Regions from separate parts of the Mus musculus genome. Here region 2 is linked to region 1. A link is a contact called in public Hi-C data. All regions are on one chromosome and are shown on one strand. The core of a region is the stretch at or near the end of the contact, and the rest is flanking DNA. Distances in the headings are between cores, read along the strand shown. Region 1 has its middle 48 kb from the start of Gm30713. Region 2 has its middle 18 kb from the start of Gm30871.

Region 1 (2,700 bases), core at 173-2,672:
TATTAGGAGGTGTGGCCTTGTCAGAGGAAGTGTGCCACTGTGGGGGTGAGTTTTGAGGTCTTTATGCTCAGGCTCCACCCAGTGAGAAGAGAAACTCCTAACTGCCTTCAAATGAGGACGTAGAACTCTTGGCTCCTCCTGCACCATGTCTGCCTGGATGCTGCCTTGGTTCCCATCATGATGATAATGGACTGAACCTCTGAACCTGTAGGCCAGCCCCAGTTAAATGTTGTCCTTTATAAGAGTTGCCTTGGTCGTAGTGTTTCTTCACAGCAATGAAACCCTAACTATAACAGTGGACTCTATTATCTGTAAACCAAACAAACCTTTACCTTCCCTGTTACTTTTGGTTATGGTGTTTACCACAGCAACAGAAAGCCAAAAAGGACAGTCATACCTATTTGGCTTGAGATTAATCTATCTCTTACTCTTCCTGAAGAGAGAGCTATATTTTGGGTCAGGAGCTATGTATCGAGATAAAACAAAGTGAACAAAGAGACAGTCTCATAATTCAAACTTGCAACATTATTCTTGTGCATAACAAAGAGAAACAGAACAGACACTCTGAACTAGCGAGCAAGCACTGCAGAAATTAGGAACTGACAGATAAGCCTGCTCCAACCAGGGCCCTTTGATGTGGGCATCTGCGCGCTATCTGGGCCTCTGAACATATCAATAAACTTTGATGTGAGGAGAACCGGGTGGTAGGAAGTGTGCGCTGTTACGTTTGTGTTTGTTTAGCTGCAGTACACAAACGCCCCCGGGGCTCCCGGGTACATTCTGGGGCTGTGGCTTCTGGCATTTCAGAATTCCTTCAGCTACTCATCTTCCATCCTGGGAGTCTTTCCTGGAGCCTTTGGAAATCAGATTGCTGCCTGCAAAGTACGTCTACAGAACGGAGTGCAGCTAGGATCTCGCAAAAAGTGATAGGCAGCGAGGAAGAGCTGAGTCACCCGAGATGGACAGTGTAGGCGTTGCTTCTTCCATTATATCTAAATTACCTTCTCCTTTACGTTCGGTTTATTTATGGGTGTGCACACAGGCAAAGAATGGCTATTAGGGCTGTAAACTGAGACAAATACAGAGATTGATAGCCTTAAAAATAGTCCACGAGGGAATTCAGGGTCTTGTTTAACCATCTCTGAAATGTGTCTCCTCCAGCATTCGCGGGTGTTATAAAATTTATAAGCCTGGGATCACACTGCCCATGTGGTTCACAAAGGCAGGACTGGAAGTTCATCTCAGAATTCCACATCTGAAGGGAGCCTCTCGGTGACATTCTGAGTGGGTGTCACCTTAGCACACTGTCCGTGTCTGAAGGTCATGGAAGCCAGACTCAGAGCTGGAATTCAAACGGTACCACCATCAAGAAGTAAGGTCTGGGAGGAAAGAGGAGTCTGCTCACTGGCCAGAGGAGGGCAGGGCAGGACCACTGCCCCCTGAGGCAGAGGTGGAGCCTCTTCCCGCATTCAGGCAGGTTCCGCAGGTTGGCAGGAGCTTCTTGTTAAACTTCAAGGAACTTTGCAATTCTGTTTTTATACATAACCGCTATGAATCCAGCTGAGTGCACACCTGTGACTCTGGCACTCAGGTTTTCAAGGTCAGCCTTGGCTGCCTAGCAAGTCAAAAGCCAGCCTGGGCTACATGCAAGCCTGTCTCAAAAACAAAATCAACAACTCAATTGCAAAGTTGCATCGCACAGAAATATTTTTTTAAGAACTGAGTTAATTCTTGCTGAATATCCTGGTTGTGGGATGGTCACCAAGTAGGGCCTGGCTGGTAAAAGCAGGTCACTGAGGGCAGGCCTTAGAAAGTTCTCCCCAGCCTCTAATCCCAGACCACTGCGCCCAGTCCACCACGATGTGAGAAATTCATAGGCTCCCTCTACCATGCCCTCCCACCATCGTTGACTGAGACCATGTGCTAAAACAACCCTCTCTTAAGTTGTTCTTGTCAAGTATTCCTGTCATGGTGACACAAAGGTAAGAAAAATGGGGTCAGGCAACCTTATCAACTTGAGTATTCTCCTGCAGTGGTTTGTTGAGCATGACCTTAAAAAGCCCTGTGTAGCCTTCATGTATGTTTTCCTGTGTGTATTTCATGTGTGTTTTCCTGTGTTGCCTTCATGTATGTTTTCCTATGTGGTCTTCATGTATGTTTTCCTGTGTGGTCTTCATGTATGTTTTCCTGTGTGGTCTTCATGTGTGTTTTCCTGTGTGGCCTTCATGTGTGTTTTCCTGTGTAGACTTCATGCCCCTTTTCCTGTTTTTTTGTCCTTTGGGTTTGGGTGGAAGGGTCAGAAGTCCAGGAGGGCTGAACAGTTTGCGTGGAACTCTTCATGATGGATAGAACACTCCTTCCCATGACACCCCTCTTACATTTAGATTGGAGTCAGATTCTTACGTGTGTCCAAGATCCATCTATAGTAGAAGTTAACAGGTAAATAAGCAATTTCTTCCTTTATTTTCTGCCCTTCTATGATACTCAAAGGTAGAAATCAGAGCATTACAGACTCCACTGTGAGCAGGAGCTGGCAGAGGGTATGAGAGAGTGTTCTGTGTAACAGGCCCTGTCTTCCTTAGCTGGGGTCATCTAATTAGGCGGCTGCTGGCATTCATTTTCCCAGCTGCCTGTGGTGGGCATCATGAAACTGAAGCATGGAGCTATGGAACTCACTGCAGCAAATTTCCAACCAGTCTT
Region 2 (2,700 bases), core at 185-2,684, 310 kb after region 1:
CACACAGGCCCAGCTCAAGAGCACCATGTGTGAACTAGTTTAGACTGTTACGGTGTAGGCATACACACTCTCACAACAGTGATGACTCAGTATCTTCTCTCTACATTAAGTGTCTTGAGACTCTCACCCCTTCTGGTGAGCCACATGTTGATTCTTGAATCCACCTTTAAGTGGATTTGTCAAAGCCAGTCTCTCTGATTGCCATGTTTGGATGAGGCTCCAAAGCCAGGGGCAGGGCCCAGGCACTTTGCTGGTGATCCACCATAATGAATGTCTGCTCCTGATCATGGGTCAGGAGAAAGGCTAATGAGGACGCTGTATCTTGTATCTTAGTGGTGGCAGAGGTGGACATGTTGCTGAGATACTGCTAGAGTTTCCTCGACAGCCAGAACCCCAGACCTGAACTCACTGCTATAACTAACTGTAAAACAGGATTTCAGAGACATCTGGCATCCCTCCATGCTTTTGAATTGTATCACTATGTTTGTATTGTTCTTTTAATCTTACAACATGAGGCAGAGAAGATTATTTTTGATGTCTCGTTAAATAAGACTTTACAAAACCCTGCCTGCGATGTTCAGTATTTAGAAACAAGAGCAGATTCTCTTGGTGGATTCCATCCCAACTCTTATTCTGTCCTTAATGGAGGAACACCATCTTTTGACTTAGGACTCCAGCTACCTACCAGCCACATAGGTAGACTCACCGAAGCGCCAGTCATCCTTAGGAGCTCTAATAGGAATCCCCAACCTGGGCAATCAGCAAGCAGAGCTCTTCTGGGGCTATGGCATACTGGCCAGCTGTTTTCAGGCACTTCCTGCTTGGCCAATGTTTGTGTCCGTTCTGCAAACTCCATGAAGGGCAGGGAGGGTGAACCGAGCTCTTCCTGCTGTATGGAGGTAGTGAGAGGCATCTGTCAGGACTGTGTGCTTGGAGGATTCCAAGTGTTCATGAAGACATCTTAGTGAGGGCTTGCACTCAGGGTTCTAGACCTTTCTTCAGAGTGATTTCCATGTTTAACTTCTCATTTTTGTTGTTGTTGTTGTTGCTGCTGCTGCTGCTGTTGTTGTTGTTGTTGTTGTTGTTGTTACAGCCAAGAACAGCTATGGCAGGACCACTTGAGAAGTCTCTGCACCTGCTGCAGCCTTTGGGAAAGACGGCTAATGGCTTGTTAGAAATGCCTGTGGTGGTTGCTGGCTCTGGCATGGTGTGGTTCTCCAAAGGCTGCAGTCCAGTGTCCCTGAGGTTCTCATAGTTCAGGAGGTGGGCTCAGCAAGGCAAAGCCATTTGAAATGACAAGCATTAGGTGATAGTGGCGGGGGAAGGGGGTGACAGTGGGGGAGGCTGTCTACAGACCTGACATCAGGGCAGGTATGTACTGCTCAACACAGTGCATCACCACCTCTGTGATCACAGGAAGCATGGGGGCCAGGACCATGCTTGCTCTTACAGAGAGAGAGACCTTGAAAAACAGGCAGTGATAGCGTTGGCTACCATCCCCACCACTGAAACCATGTCCACAGCTCCAGGGTTTCCTGAGCCACCCACCTTCAACTAGCAGTCACCCAGCTTCAAAGGGTTTCTTATTAGCATTCTCCCTGCCCCTGTTACCCTTCACCCCGCTGGGAACAAGATCATAACCTACAGAGAGCAAAGGCTGTCAGAGTAAAGAGCAATAACGGCTGTAGCCACAGTCATTTAGAATACACCCAGAGTGCTGACCACATATACGCAATACCTGTGAAAGGGCATGAAAGGCGTACCTTGCTTAGATGAGGAAACTGGTTCTGGGGATGGACATGTGTGAGGCTCTGAGGAACGGATGCAGGTATGTGAAGTGGTATTTAGCTCCCCCACACACCTCCAGTTGGCAGATTCCAGGAAGGACAGAGAGGAGGCATTCAGGGATTCAGGTGGAACAAACAGAAAACACTACAATGTGACAGCTCTGACAGCATGTCCCAGGGGTAAGCACAAGTCCTGTGAGTATGCACCATGACTCAAACAGTGAAGAGGCTGGGAAGAGGAAGTAGTCAGATGATGGGAACTGGAGCGGATGGCAGGCTGTGCGGATCTGCTCTTTTGTCTTGGGGGATGACAGCAAGAGTGCCTAATCAGATCTGCGGGCAGCCACACTAAGTCAAATGTTGTGGTTTCCCATTCACTGATGCAACAAAGCCAACACAGCTCCATGCATATTGTTGCTATCTTTAACTGAAAAGGTACCAAGGAGTTGGGGATGTTGTTTCGATGAGCTTGCTTGGCATTCTGGAAACCCTGGGCTCCATCCCCACAGCACCACATAAACCAGGTGTGGAGGTGCACACCTGTAACCCCAGTGCTGGGGATGAGGCACAGGAGGATCAAAAGCTCAAGACCACTCTGAGGCTACATGGCAAGGTTAAGGCCAGCATGGGCTAACATAAGACCCTGTCTCAAACATACAAACAAACAATCCAAGACAAAGTAAATACAACAAATAAAGATACCAACGAGCTGGGTGTGGCTCAGTGTTGGAAACCAGGTTACTGTTTGAGATGCCCAACACTATAAAACTGAAAATGAAAAGCAGAGATTCTGCAGGTCTTTCGCTTTGTTATTTTCAGTTTTTATTAGATTTATAGTGTGTATGTGTATCTGTGTAGGTATGTGCAATGTGTGTGCAGGTGCCCAGGGGACCAAAGAAGACACTGGACCTTG

The links. A called contact is a pair of places that touch in the nucleus more often than the background predicts.
Region 2: a Hi-C map of the N1E-115 cell line shows a contact between it and region 1, with 8 times the contacts expected there. The contact joins two enhancer-like sites. A contact is called at or near these places in 2 of 484 Hi-C or Micro-C datasets (the HL-1 cell line and the N1E-115 cell line) and 1 of 9 other capture datasets (embryonic stem cells).

The regions. Positions count from the first base shown.
Region 1 is chr8:125,336,994-125,339,693 of GRCm38.p6, forward strand. No RefSeq gene overlaps it. Among named protein-coding and RNA genes, the nearest start is that of Gm30713, 48 kb to the right of the region's middle. Within about 2 kb of position 1,423, at least 51 of the 459 cell types and tissues checked have an H3K27ac peak or open chromatin away from gene starts, as enhancers often do. A contact at or near this core is called in the N1E-115 cell line, where this site is marked.
Region 2 is chr8:125,647,572-125,650,271 of GRCm38.p6, forward strand. No RefSeq gene overlaps it. Among named protein-coding and RNA genes, the nearest start is that of Gm30871, 18 kb to the right of the region's middle. Within about 2 kb of position 1,435, at least 41 of the 459 cell types and tissues checked have an H3K27ac peak or open chromatin away from gene starts, as enhancers often do. A contact at or near this core is called in the N1E-115 cell line, where this site is marked.